2 separate regions of the Mus musculus genome follow, and region 1 is linked to region 2. A link is a contact called in public promoter capture Hi-C data. All regions are on one chromosome and are shown on one strand. The core of a region is the stretch at or near the end of the contact, and the rest is flanking DNA. Distances in the headings are between cores, read along the strand shown. Region 1 overlaps Spata13 (spermatogenesis associated 13). Region 2 overlaps Gm52140.

Region 1 (6,392 bases), core at 2,315-4,814, 3.0 Mb before region 2:
CCACTTGTGCTGGACACAGATTATTCATGCCCCTCTCTGGCCTCACCAGAGGCTCCCAGACAGCCATGGCATCTCCTAGATGCCACCTAGAACTTCCCAGTGACTGGGTCACATCTAACACCACCTCAATGTAACTCAATTGCCTAGGAAACCCGGGGACACACCCTGGTGCTGCCATGATACCCTGCAGGGGCACATGCTGTGAACCTGTGACTCATGTCACCGAGGGATGCTAAGCCACAGCTGGAAACCATGGGTAAACACAGAAGCAGCTACTCTCTTACTCCACAGCGCACTTGCAAAACATTTTCCTCCCAGAAGCACTGCTCTGGCAAAACGGAATTTCATCTCCAAAAGAAGTCCTTCCATGGCACATCCCAGTTCTAGCCACAGAGTCAGACAAAGCCGGAGCTAGTCATTTCGAGTTCCTCTTGCGTCAGGGAAATGAACACCCGTGGGAACTGTGGGTGGCCTTTGTGGTCACTAACACTGAGGATACTCGGTAGGACTCATAGAGCAGCCTCATATCCATCTTCTCTTTGTTTGCCTTACTCCAAGCTACTATACGTGCTTTGTTCCTTCGTTCTCTCTGATTTTAATCTTTTTTATTCATCTTTAGGATTTTCAGGCGAACCTGGAAATCACAGTGAGGCCCAAGCTAATTTGGCTAACTTGGCCTCCTGAGATTACAGACATTGCACCACCACATACATAGGCCATTCTCCCTTCCAAAGCACAAATCAGGAGCCACCGCCCTAGACATCCTATGACATATCTGTGCCCTCAGACGCTCAACACACACACACACACACACACACACACACACACACACACAAAGAGGTTTTGCTTTTCTTTTGTTTTTCAAGACAGGATTTCTCTGTGTTGTCCTGGCTGTCCTGGAACTTGCTCTGTACACCAGGGTGTCCCCAAGCTCCGATCCACCTGCCTCTGCCTTCCTAGGGCTGGGATTAAAGGGGTGTTCTACCACATCCAGCTCTGTCTTGTTTTTAATTGGAGCACAAACTTGAACCCACCATTTTCCAATTGGCAATGGGTCCACATCGTACTCAGAAGCCCTGGTCCTCAGGAATGAGTTGCCTTCCATTTAGCTACTACCCCTGACCACAGTGCCCTCTTCTGTCCATGTCTCCTGAGCACAGTCACTCTGATCTCCTTGCTAACCTTGGTGGAACATCTGCTGCTGCTCCAGGGGACCTCACTCACTCTTCCTCATCACCCAGGTTCTGGTGACTACTCAGGGTCACTCCTGCCCCTTCCTGTCCTCCCCCACCCCTCCTCATTTTCTTGCGAGCACTAGTGACTTAGGGAATCCTACCAGGAAGCCATTCAAATGCTGGAGTGTACAGTACCCCTCTGTATCCGAGGGTCCTTTGGATGACAAGCTCCTCTGTGGATACTCAAGCCCCTTTACTTAAAATAGTTGCCTTAGCATATAACATATACATTCTCCTGAATACTCGCAATCATCTCTAGATGACTCACAAAACTTGTACAATGTAAACAGCATGTGCACACTTGCTCAAGTCTAGTGCGTAGGTCATGAAAAGGGTGGAGCTGGAACACGGAGCATGTGAGACCCTGGGTTCATGCTCAACGGAGAGGAGTCTGGGCATATTCATTGAAGATATAACTCTTCTCACTATTTCCAGTGGATTAACTGTGTAAATGGTATAGGTATAGCAGTGTAGGTTTGGCCATGGGCATACCCCACCTTGCTGTCTTCTCCTTCACGATGCCCCTGTCCTAGCCAACAGTTCCCTGCCAATCATTCCCCTCTCACAGAGCTTTAAGGGATGGAGGAGCTCTGTCACCTCTGGGTGTCACCTCTGGGAGCGAGGCCTACCCTTCTCCTGTACTAACACTGACGGCAGGGGGCTAAACCCCTGTCCAAATGCGGAGCCCACAAACGGACTCCCAGACCTTGACCTTGCCCCACCACCTACACCATGAACAGGCCACTGGGCTCAAGTGGCTGGAGATTCCCTCCTGGGATCCTGACTCTTGCAAGTACAACTGGAGAGTAGAGTAGGGCAGGCTAGCCTTTCCCCTTCTCCTGGTGGAACCATGCCCAACCTTCTGTGACTACCAGGAGCTATCGTATTATCCTCAATGTTTTATATGGGAGCACCCAACACCTTCCTAATTCATTCCCCCCTTTTTTTCTCCCTCTCCCTCTCTCCCTCTATGGTTTTTCTAGATGAGGCTTTTCTGTATAGCCCCGGCTGTTCTAGAACTAGCTCTATAGATCAGACCGGCCATAAACTCAAAGATCTGTCTAAGTGTTGGGGTTAAAGGCGTGTACCACCACGCCATCTTTTCTTTTTCCTTTCAATTCAGAGTCTCACGTAGCCCAAGTTAGCCCCACACTTGTAACTGAGGAGGACCCTGAACTTCTGGTTTTCCTGCTTCCATCTCCCAAGTACTGAGACTCCCGGCATGTTCCACTCTGCGCCGTTTTACATTAGGGTTTAAGCTCAGGGCTTTGTGAGTGCTGGGCCAGCACCCCACCAAATGAATGCACCCCAACACCCTTTTTTCTTAAACTAGTCAGTTAGTTTTACTGTTTTCAAACAAAGAACCCTAAGAGGTTTGTCTCTGTTTTTCTTTATAAATTAAAAAAAAAAAGTCACATAGACCATGAAACAGGCTTCTTGGCTGTATGTGAAGGCTGAGGAGAGACCCCCTCTGTTCCTCATAACCTAGTGTTTTCCATGCCTTTCTGATCCTTGTTGGTATCTGAGCACATGCAGGCATGATAGACATCGGGACAATTCGCTAAAGCACTTTTGATTGACCTGAACCCCCAAATGATGGTGGCATCCCTGCTCCAGACCCCTAATTGTGACCTAGATGGAAACACGGTCTTTGCAGGTGGCGAGTTAGGATGAGGGCCTTGGGGTGGGGAAGGGGCCCACTTGAGACGGATGTCCTTACAAAAGAAGGCACATTTGCAACAGGGCGAATGTCACAGAGTGTGCAGGTGGAGACAGGCTGCATGGGCCAGCCAGGGAGCCCTGAGGCTGGCAGAAGCCAGGCGAGGTTCAGCTCCCCATTCCTGCATCCTCAAAAAACCAAAAAACTACCCTCCACACCAGAACCTTAGGTCTCTAGCCTGGTCATCGGTTTACCCTGGCATGGCTCTGCAGCAACTCAAGAGACATGCAGACTTGACAGGAGTTTGAAATCCTGAGTAACCCAGATAATAACTTCCACACTGCCCTGGCCACAAGATGGGAAAAGTGCAGAATCCCTTGGTGCCTCAGGCTCCCTGGTCCCAGACAAAAGATTCCAGGAAGCCCCAAGACTCACCATTGGATGTTTTCATCTGCCGTCGCCGCCCCACGCGGTCCAGCCCGATGGGAGTGCTCTGAGAGAAGGTGAAGGGCCGGAGGCGGGCAGACACAGCCTTGTAGGGTGGAACTTGGTGTGCAGGCACAGGAGGCCTGGCTGCTGGCTGTGAAAGGAAGTGAGAAGCTGTGAGAAGGTGCCAGGAAGTCTCAGCTCCTGCGAGCCACAAAACAGTTCTGTGTTCTCGCCTTGAAGCCACTGGCAGATGTGGAGTGTCTTCTTCAAACCCCCGCCAGCAGCTGTATGCTGCACCAAGCTCTGTAGCAATAGGCTGTTCTAAAGTTCCAACAGGCAGCTTCAAAGCTGGCTCTGTCACACTTCTTCCTACTTGTGAGAGACATGCCGGTGGGGAACAGGGAGAGAAAGAGAGGCCTCTGAGGGAGAGGAAGGCTGAGGCAGCAGCAGAGCTGTGAGCGACAGTTAGGAAAGCACGGTGACCATAGCAGCATCCGAGGATGCAAGGGCAGGACCACAGCACACAGGCATGGTCACAGATCTCCAGTGACAGCTTTTATTTAAAAAGAACTTATTTAGGAGGCTGGAGAGGAGGCTCAGGATTAAGAGTGCTAGCTGTTCTACCAGAGGACCTGGATTTAATTCCTAGCACCTACATGGCAGCTCACAACTATTTGTAACTCCAGTCCCAGGGGATCTGACACCCTCACACTGGCATACATGCAAGCAAAACACCAATGCTCATAAAGTTAAAATAAATAATTCACTAAAATTGTTTTTTATCTTACATAGTTTGGGTGTATGAGAGAGAGGGGGAGAGAGAGACAGAGAGACAGAGACAGACAGACATATGAGTGGGTACCTGCAGAGGCCCAAAGAGGGTGTCTGATCCCTTTGTACTGCAGTTAAAGGTGTAAGTGAGCTGCTTCATATGGGTGTTCTATAAGAGGAATAAGAACTGTCTCCCCTACTAATGAGCTGTCTCCCCTCCTGGGCTTTTTAGGGTGTATACTAGGGTCTCACTTTGTAGACCAGGCTGGCCTCAATCCCCCAAGTTCTCTGCCTCAGCATCCTGAATTCTAGAATTATAGGCACAAGCACCATGTCTGGGGCACAATACTATTTTGACGATCCGAAACAAAGTGTGTTCTAAGTATCTCTGACTATCCTTGCCTCAACTGTGCCTTGCATTTAGATACATTACAGTTTGCTTTAGTTTAGTTAGAAATATTTCCCAACAAGTGGAGCACCTGAAAACAAAAGGATCTTAAAGACCTTGTCATATCTTTAACTTCACTTTTGCTTGTGTCTTTTGCTTGTCTCTGAGGCATGGTCTCATAACCCACAATAGTCTCCCTTGGCTGAACGGACTTGAATTCCTCACCCCCCCCCCCACTTCCTTCTCACAAGAGCTGGGGTCACAGCTGTGTGCCACCACACTGGCCTTATAACTTTACTTGAAGAATTCAACTCAACTGACTTAAGCAAGGGTTTTAGAGTGTTTGCTACAAGCAGGACATTGTGCTGAGCTTGGCAGGAAAAACTTTAACACACAGCCCAAGCCCAATATAGAATTTCTCCCCCCACCCCCGCCCCAGAGAATTTTACAGGTAATTTAAGAAAGCACCTCGCAGGTTTTCAATATGAAACTGAGCATATAAGTTATTATATAAACTATTCCATGACCGTATGAGTATGCTCATGAGTTAGTTGGCACAGCTAAGCAAAGAAGTTTGACTTTCACCAAGATAGAGCCTTTACATGAATATTCCATAACCTTAAAGTGCTCACTAGGCACTTAAGAAATCCTTGCCAGATGTGCTGGGGGCCAATGGTGTTGATGGTCTAACCTGCAACCCAAAAGCAGAACAAGGCAAGGTGGTGTTGCTTTATGGTAGAGAGCTCGCCCAGGATGTTCCGAGCCTGGGTCCGTTCTAGGAATGGTTGGTGATTAATCACTGGGGACAGACGTGATTTTAGAAGACAGAGAAGTTAGTTCTCCTCTCATGGTCCTCTGCTTTGTTTTGGGGGATGGATGGGAGGAACACAGGTCTTCCTGCATGAAGACAAATGCTATCACTGAGCTACATCCACCCCGCCAACCCCCCACCCCAGTCCCTTCTCTTTCATCTTTACTTTGTTCCTATGTTTGCATTCTAATAACGGACCACTTAAGTCTTTCGAAAATCACTCCCCTCAGGAAGTAAACCAGATAAAGCCAGGCTATGGCCCCCCCGGCTCAGGTCTCAGGGCTTTTCAGACTAATGGCAAGTCTGTGCTGTGAGCTGAGGCTCCAGGAAAGGAGAATAGAAAGCAGATGATGAGAGAGCGGACTGTTAGTGTGGATCCAAGTAGGTTTCAAAGTCAGGAAGAAAAGGAGTGAGGAGGTATGTCCCCCTCCAGAAGGAAAAGCAGTGTCCAGTTTAGTCTGCAGGGAGGACAGAGGCAGGGAGCTGAGCGTCTCTGCTGGCCATGGTTGAAGAAACCAGCTCTTACTTGGACCAAGAGGTTCTCCACATCCTCTACCTGGGTGTTGCCATAGAAGCTGACCCCTCCAATCACAGATATAGGTCGCCTTCTCCGGCCTCCCCTGCAAGAGCCTGAGGGGGCGCATGGATCCTGGCTGGTGGTAGTCACACTTGCTGGGTGCATCCTGTCCACGTGGTCCTCATCTGGAGGGTCTGCAGCAATGGCATCTTCAGGAATGGACAAGCTTCTGCCGGCCAGCTGGCCATAGTCAGACAGTGGTCGTGGCCGGGTGCGGCGTCCCGAGCCCCACCTCCTCCTGGAGATTCGAGGCGCCTCATTCTGCTCCTCCTCCAGGGCTGAGCCCTGCGGCCAGTCATCCTCAGTCACCAGGACCTTTGCAAATGAACAGGCTGAGTGAGCTCAGAGATCCAGGCAGGTGTGACAACGGAGCAGATGCCTGCTGTCCCCTCCCACTCTGCAGAGCTATAGACAGCGAGGACACAATCAACCGTGGATTAAATGAGCCGAACTTTACTCCAGACTGAATTAACTCTGCAGTTTCAGAGATCTTTGGGGGACCAAGACAAGTTACAGTGAGA
Region 2 (6,819 bases), core at 432-2,931:
GTGCTGGGGTTAAAGGCATGCGCCACCACTGCCCATCCTAATTGGCTTTTCTTTAATTTTTGTCTTAGGGTTTTACTGCTAAGAACAGACACTATGACCAAGACAACTCTTATAGGGACAACATTTAATTGGGGCTGGCTTACAGGTTCAGACATTCAGTCCATTATCATCAAGGTGGGAGCATGGCAGTGTCCAGGCAGGCATGGTACAGTAGAAGCTGAGAATTCTACATCTTCATTTGAAGGCTGCTACCATAAAACTGCCTTCAGGCAGCTAGGATAAGGGCCTTAAAGCCCACACCCACAGTGACACACCTACTCCAACAGAGCCACACCTTCTAATAGTGACATTCCCTGGGCCAAGCATGTACAAACCATCACATTTTAAAATTCTTTTTAAGAATTATTTATGTATATGAGTACACTTTAGCAAGTGGGCATCAGATCCCATTATAGATGGTTGTGAGCCACCATGTGGTTGCTGGGAATTGAACTCAAGACCTCTGGAAGAGCAGCCAGTGTTCTTAACTGCTGAGACATCTCTGCAGCCCTGTTTAGGCTTTTCTAAAAAAAAATTCTTTTCACATTTGTCTGTCGTCTGTCTGTCTGTCTGTCTGTCTGTCTCTGTGTGTGCCCAACACTGCAGTCAGTTCTCTCTATCCACCATGCAGATCCCAGGAATGAACTCGGGTTACCAGGCTTGCTGTTAGCCCCTTGCCTGCTAAGGCGTACACCAGCCCTTTTTTGCTTACTTGCTATGAGGCAGAGGATGACCTTGAATCCAGTGCCTCTTGCTTTTCTGTCCCGTGTGTTGGGGTTACTGGCCTAAGCCACCACACCGACAGCCAGACTTAATAGGAGAGAAGAAAAGGAGCCCATTGCCTAACTGAAGACAACGGAGGCGGAGGAAAAGCCAACGGAAGAGCGAAAATGTTTCCCATTTCTCCTCTACTTTCTTCTGTTTGTCAAACCATGGGGAGGGTCCTCTATCCACCAAGTAACTCTCTGCAGATAGAGTGCCCTATAAATACTTCCTGTTGTCATTGGGGTTAAGAGTCAAATTCTGCAGCTTGAAGGCTGGCCTATTTTAGATGTCATTGGTTTATAACCATCGCTAACTCCAGCCCCAGGGGATCTGTTGTCCCTCTTCAGCCTCTTTGGGCACTGCATGCACATGGTACATAGACATACTTGCAGGTAAAACACCCATACATATAGAATAAAAATAAATAAGCTGGGTATGGTGGCACATACCTTTAGCCCACGCACTGGGGAGGCAGAGGCAGGTGACTCTTTCTGAGTTTGAGGTCAGCTTGGTCTACAGAGTAAGTTTCAGGACTGCTAGGGCTACACAGAGAAACTTTGACCAGAAAAAAACAAAATAAAATAAATTTTTAAAGTTTTAAAAATGAGCTCAAGGCATCATGGAAACATATTGGCTAACTAGCAAAGGTGATATGGTTAAGTCCCAAAGCTTTGAGCTACAGTAGCCAACGATCAATAGAGAAGGAGTTCCCTGGAGCTGACTCAGATATAGATAATATTCCATTCGTGCATTTATACAGGTCTCTTGATATAGTCTAAGCTGGCCTAGGACTCTCAATCTCCCCACACCAGCATCCTGAGTGCTGAGATTGGTGGGTTTGCACCACCACACTTGAGCAGAAATGGTTCATGCTTAAACTTTGATATTTGACACAGTAAAGATGGCTTTAAAGTATATTTGATGTGCTTGTCAGTTAGGAGGTTCTTTATAGTTTCCTGTTGTGCAGGAAGCTGTAGCCTGGTTAATGAGAGACAAAACATATGGGGGAAAACCAACTGCTAATGAGATGGGTCAGTGTGGCGTGCCTCTTCCCAGGCATCCAGGCCTTCTGCCATCTGATCCTGCTCTACATTCTCATGACTGTCTAGAAAGAAAGCTTTGCAGGGAGACAGATCCGATGAGTCTCCATCACACTGGTGACAAATAAGGAAACAAGAATGTGCCTGAAGACCAGCCCCTGCTCTCCAGACACCCACGCCTTGAAGGAGACTAAGTCAATAATCAGGATTTCTGTACTCAGAAACATGAGCAAGGTGTCAGTCTTGGTGGACATTCTCTTTGGGTGGACCCCTAGACTATCCTATCTTTACTTCAGGAGCCTCACTGGAGAATTGACTCCCAGTGCTAGCAAGGTCTATGACAGCTGTCTCTGCTTTGGCTGAAACTAAGAGACAGGGCTCTTGTGTGCCTCTTTTCTTCCCTCTGTAGACATTTCTTCTTTCAGTCACAGCTGGGGGACAGCTTAGTGGCACAGTGCCTGCCTAGCTAGTACCTGCGAGGCCCTGGCTTCCATCTTCAGCCACAGAACAACAAGCTAAGAACACTATAAATGCACAGGGGTTAATTTGGCTTGTTTCTGTATTTATAAGTACATTGTAATCATGACTTCTTGCGATTACCTGAAGAGAGCCTTGTAATTCAGTGCTCCTAAGCTCTGCAGTTAGATCTACCTAGATTCAAATCTCAGCTCTTTGATCCCGGGCAAATTACTTGGCTCTCTGTACTTCAAGGTCTTCTTCTATCAGAAAGGGTTAATAACATGGTTCCTCTGAAGACTGTGTGAGACAAAGTGCACGTCTAGACCATCACTCTAGGCTACGACACGGCACACACAAATAACATATCTATCTATAGATGCTGGTTTTCTTACTAAATATGCTGCTGTGCTCACCTGGCCTTGTGTTCTCTCTCCCCTCAGCTACACACATCACGCAAATGTACTTATTTTGCTAATTTAAAAATATTTGTTGTTGGTGGCTATCCTACTATTGATGTATTGATATATCAAAAGTTATAAGACAAAAATATCACCTAGAATCACTATGACCAGATACTATACTTTAAAAATTATTATTATTTTAAAGACAGGGTCTCACTGCCTCAAAGCTGGACTAGAATTCACTATGTAGCTTCAGATAACCTTAGCCTTCTTATCCTCCTGCTGACTCTCCTGAGTGCTGGGACTATGGGAACACTCCATGATGCCTGACTTGATCGACTGTCGATCAGTTCCCTCATCAAAGCCCTATCTAAGACACTTATTTCCAATTTGTTTCTAGTCTCAGATGCGCGTATTTAAAAACATTTTAAAAATTAAAGGCATAAGTAGTGTAGCATCACCTTTGTGGCTCACAGCCACCCCCAACTCTGGTTCTGAGGGACCCGATGCCCCTTTCTGGGTTCCATTGGCACCTGGCTCACATGTGGTGCACCTACCTACATTCAAGCCAAAGACTCATACACATAAATAAATCTAAAAAAAAAAAAAAGAATGTTGACAGTTTACCTTCAGATTTTTAATAAAAGCAGCAAGCACTGTAGATTAACTTAAAACATTAGTGTTCCCTCCTCTGTCCAATTTCCATTCCTTCTAAATGGGCTATGGCTATCATGGTTGTAAATGGGCTATGGCTATCATGGTTGTAAATGGGCTATGGCTATCATGGTTGTGGTATGTAAGAGAGGTGAGTACAGAGTCCAAAGCCTGTGTTTATTTATGGAGATGGTGTCATGACATATGTACAGTTCTGCAGTTTGCTTTTGTTCACCCCACATTGGTTCTGAATTCTGTCTGTAATCATTTGTCCTTTGGCAGAAATAAAGCCGGCCTCTTTACTTAGCTTCTCTCTCTCTGCTCCTGCTGTCCAGCTGTCCTTGGCTTTTCACTATTATAAATAGTGCTGTTGCAAAGAGTTCTTGCTTATTTGTTTGTTTCGTTGTTTTTGGACAGGGTTTCTCTGTGTAGCCCTGGCTGTCCTAGAATTAACTCAGTAGACCAGGCTGGCCTCGAACTCTGAGGTCAGCCAGCCTCTGCCTCCTCAGTACTGGGATTAAAGACATGCGCCACCACTGTTTGACAAAAAGAAAGTTATTTTTGTTCTTTTAAAAAAAAGATTTATTTTTATTTATGTGTGTGTCTGTGCTAAGCATATGCACATGTGTGTGTGCATTTACCCACAGAACAAGGCATTGGATCCCTTGGCACTGGTGTCTCTGTCTCTCTGTCTCTCTCTCCCTTCCTCCATCCCTCCCTCCCTCTGCACCCCTACTTTCCCCCTCTACCGGGTTTCTCTGTGTAGCCATGGTTGTCCCGGAATTCTCTCTGTAACCAGATTGACCTTGAACTCAGAGATCACCTGCTTTCCTGAGAGCTGGGATTATAGGTGTGCATCACTAACCGGCTTCCCTAACATTTCTTAGAGCAAGAGATAGGAACTTTTAACACACAGTGAAGGTTGCCAGTGCGCTTGGGGAGATGGGGGAGGAAGTTCCCAGGTGAGTGCTAGACTCCTCTTTTACAGAATATTACTTGATGCATTGGTTTCTCATCACGGTGCAAGATGTCAGTGTAGCACACAGGGTCAGGCTGACTAAAGAAAATGAGGCTAATCTGCAAGAGGCTTAATTATTAAAGTTCAAAGGACAAAGAAATGAGAATCTCTGGAAGAAGCCTTAAGGGAATTAGAGAGGTGGGGGTGGGGGTGGGGGTGGGGGTGGTGGTGGTGAGGGGCAGTCCAGGACTAAAGTCTGTTGAGGCAGTTAAAACAGTCCTGACAAGGGTTCTTCTGACAAGACAGCCTGAATTTGGCACAGGAGAGGGGGCTCGACTTCCTTCCCGAGGACAAAAATAAAAACTGGTACAAATGATCTTCACTCTTGTGAATTTCTTCCGGAATTGAAACTTCAAATGTCACGTTTGCTAATTAAAGAGGAAGTCTGGTTGACTTTTAAGACTATTAGTCCCCACCATCACTTACCACAGATCGTAAGTTGGTGGGGAGTGTGACGTTAGACAGCCAATAGTAAACGAAAGACTTTGCTTCCACGCTGTTATTTCTCAGCGTCTGTCCCTGGACCAAATCCCCAAATGGAGGATAAAGGAGTGGCCGAAGTGTAAACGCCAGTCTCCTCGGCTGGTTCGTGCAATACTGATGTGTTTTATAAAACCATAAGGCACTTTCCTAAAACGTGCCCAGGGAGGGAGCTGGTTAGCCTGCGTCCGGTTAAGCCCAGGCTGTCAGGCGTCCCGGTTTATTATTTGATGCCCGGGTCTCAGCAGCCGGCTGCACTTTCCGTGGCTGGCACCGGGGCCTGTGAACTTACTTTTCTCACCCACTGGTACGAGGCGTTTAGGGAAACCGGCGCTCCCGGGCTGGGGGCTTCCGACGCGAGCCCAGCGCAGGGCAGGTGGCCGCCCAGCCAGGCGGCGCAGGAAGCGGCCCGTGGGGCGGAGCGGGCGGCGGGTAGCAAGGCCGCGGGCGCCCCGCCCGGGCTGGTATGCGGCCGGGAGTGACGCGGGAGGAGGGGTCACGTGACGCCCGTGGAATGCCAACAATGTAGCGAATGTCCCGCTCGGGTCTGCGCTTCGGAACCGCGGCGTGAGCGCCCCGGGAAGATGGAGCCGCCGCCGCCAGCGCCGCCGCCGCTTCCCCGGGCTCCCCCGACCCTCCGGGGTCAGCAACCACTGCCGCCACCGGCGCCCGGTCTCCCGGCGCGCGAGGTCCCGGAGCCGCGGGCCAGGACGCCGCCGAGGGTGTAGAGCGCTCCCGGAGGTGAGGGGCCGCGGCCGGGAAGTTTGTCGGGACAGGGCTCCGCCCGGTCCCACGGGCGAGCTGCCCTGCGGGACAGGGACAACCCGTCCGCTGGGTCCCGGGCGGGTGCGGAGCAGCGGGTGGCGGCGGCGGGGCGGCTTTGTTGTGCTCGCGCGGCGGCGTCCGGAGGCCCAGACCCCGCGTCCCGCGGCGCCGACCCCGCCCAGCCTGGGCCTCCGTGCGCCGCGCCGTCCACCACGCGCGCTCGCGGCCTTGCGCGCTGCACCTCTGGCCCTCGGCGGCGCGGTGCCCGCCCGGTGTCCGGTGTCCCGTCCCCGGCTGCGCCGTCCGGCGGTCGGTGCGGGGCGGTTGCGTAACGTCTCTTTTGAGCCGACTTCTCCCGGGCCGGCCTCCGCCGCGACTCCACGGCCTGAGTCCGTAGCGCTGGTCACGCACGAGCCTCGCCTGCGTGGCCCGGGTCTCGCCCGGGCGACTTCGGCCACCAGCGGCGTGCAGGAGGCGGCCGGGTGAAAACTTATGCCTGTGAGTGTGAGCGGGAGAGAACTGGACGTGCAGATTTTGTTGACAAAAAAGTTTGAGCGAGGACTTTTCACGCCTTTAAATTTCCCCTGCTTGCCCGTAATGTAGCCGCTTATTAGGGAATTTGTACCAAGTCTTGCTCCATATTTTTAGTTTAACCCCAGGTTAGGTCAGTAAATGATGCTCACCAGTTTTGAGTGCTAAATCTGGAGACAAGGCTACTTTTTGTGATTTTTCTTTTCTCCCCTTTTAGCAACTGTTGTAATAAGGCGCTAACAAAAAAAAAAAAATCTTCCAGCATAGGAATGCAGACGCTGCTTAGAAAGCCTGTTTTTAACTTAACTATAGTTAACAATACATTACAGTATTCAGCCTCTCGTAAAATTTTGGTTATCCAGGTATAGAAAACGCTGTTGAACGAATTCACCATGGTTCCTTTGAAATTGCTTAACTTTTACCACACTTCAAAATGTCAGCTTCATATGGTACCAACAGAGGCTGCTATACAGAATTACAGAATCCGAAGTTTTGAACTGAGAGTTTTTCAGCTTCGCCATCTAGTTGGAATAGTATAAATGTAAATTGGAGCTGTGGGTTATTTCTTTCCTTCGAGAAATCACGGCCTTGGTGGGAGGGACTTTCAGTGGTGGGAGGGACTTTCAATGATGGGCGGGGAACACGTTTACAATAAAATGCCTTGTTA

Evidence for each region. Promoter capture Hi-C pulls out the DNA fragments that hold promoters and counts their contacts.
Region 1: a promoter capture Hi-C map of pre-B cells shows a contact between it and region 2, with 2.7 times the contacts expected there. The contact joins two enhancer-like sites. A contact is called at or near these places in 2 of 39 promoter capture datasets (liver and pre-B cells).

Annotation. Positions count from the first base shown.
Region 1 is chr14:60,706,508-60,712,899 of GRCm38.p6, reverse strand. It overlaps Spata13 (spermatogenesis associated 13), which reads right to left. Exons shown (of 13, transcript NM_001033272.2): 3 at 5,821-6,186; 4 at 3,331-3,475. Among named protein-coding and RNA genes, the nearest start is that of Gm41165, 25 kb to the right of the region's middle. Within about 2 kb of position 3,564, at least 90 of the 459 cell types and tissues checked have an H3K27ac peak or open chromatin away from gene starts, as enhancers often do. A contact at or near this core is called in pre-B cells, where this site is marked.
Region 2 is chr14:57,744,668-57,751,486 of GRCm38.p6, reverse strand. Gm52140 reads right to left here. Exons shown (of 3, transcript XM_030248241.1): 2 at 5,149-6,192. The coding sequence ends at 5,175. Lats2 (large tumor suppressor 2) reads left to right here and starts at 5,364. Exons shown (of 8, transcript NM_015771.2): 1 at 5,364-5,597. Within about 2 kb of position 1,681, at least 18 of the 459 cell types and tissues checked have an H3K27ac peak or open chromatin away from gene starts, as enhancers often do. A contact at or near this core is called in pre-B cells, where this site is marked.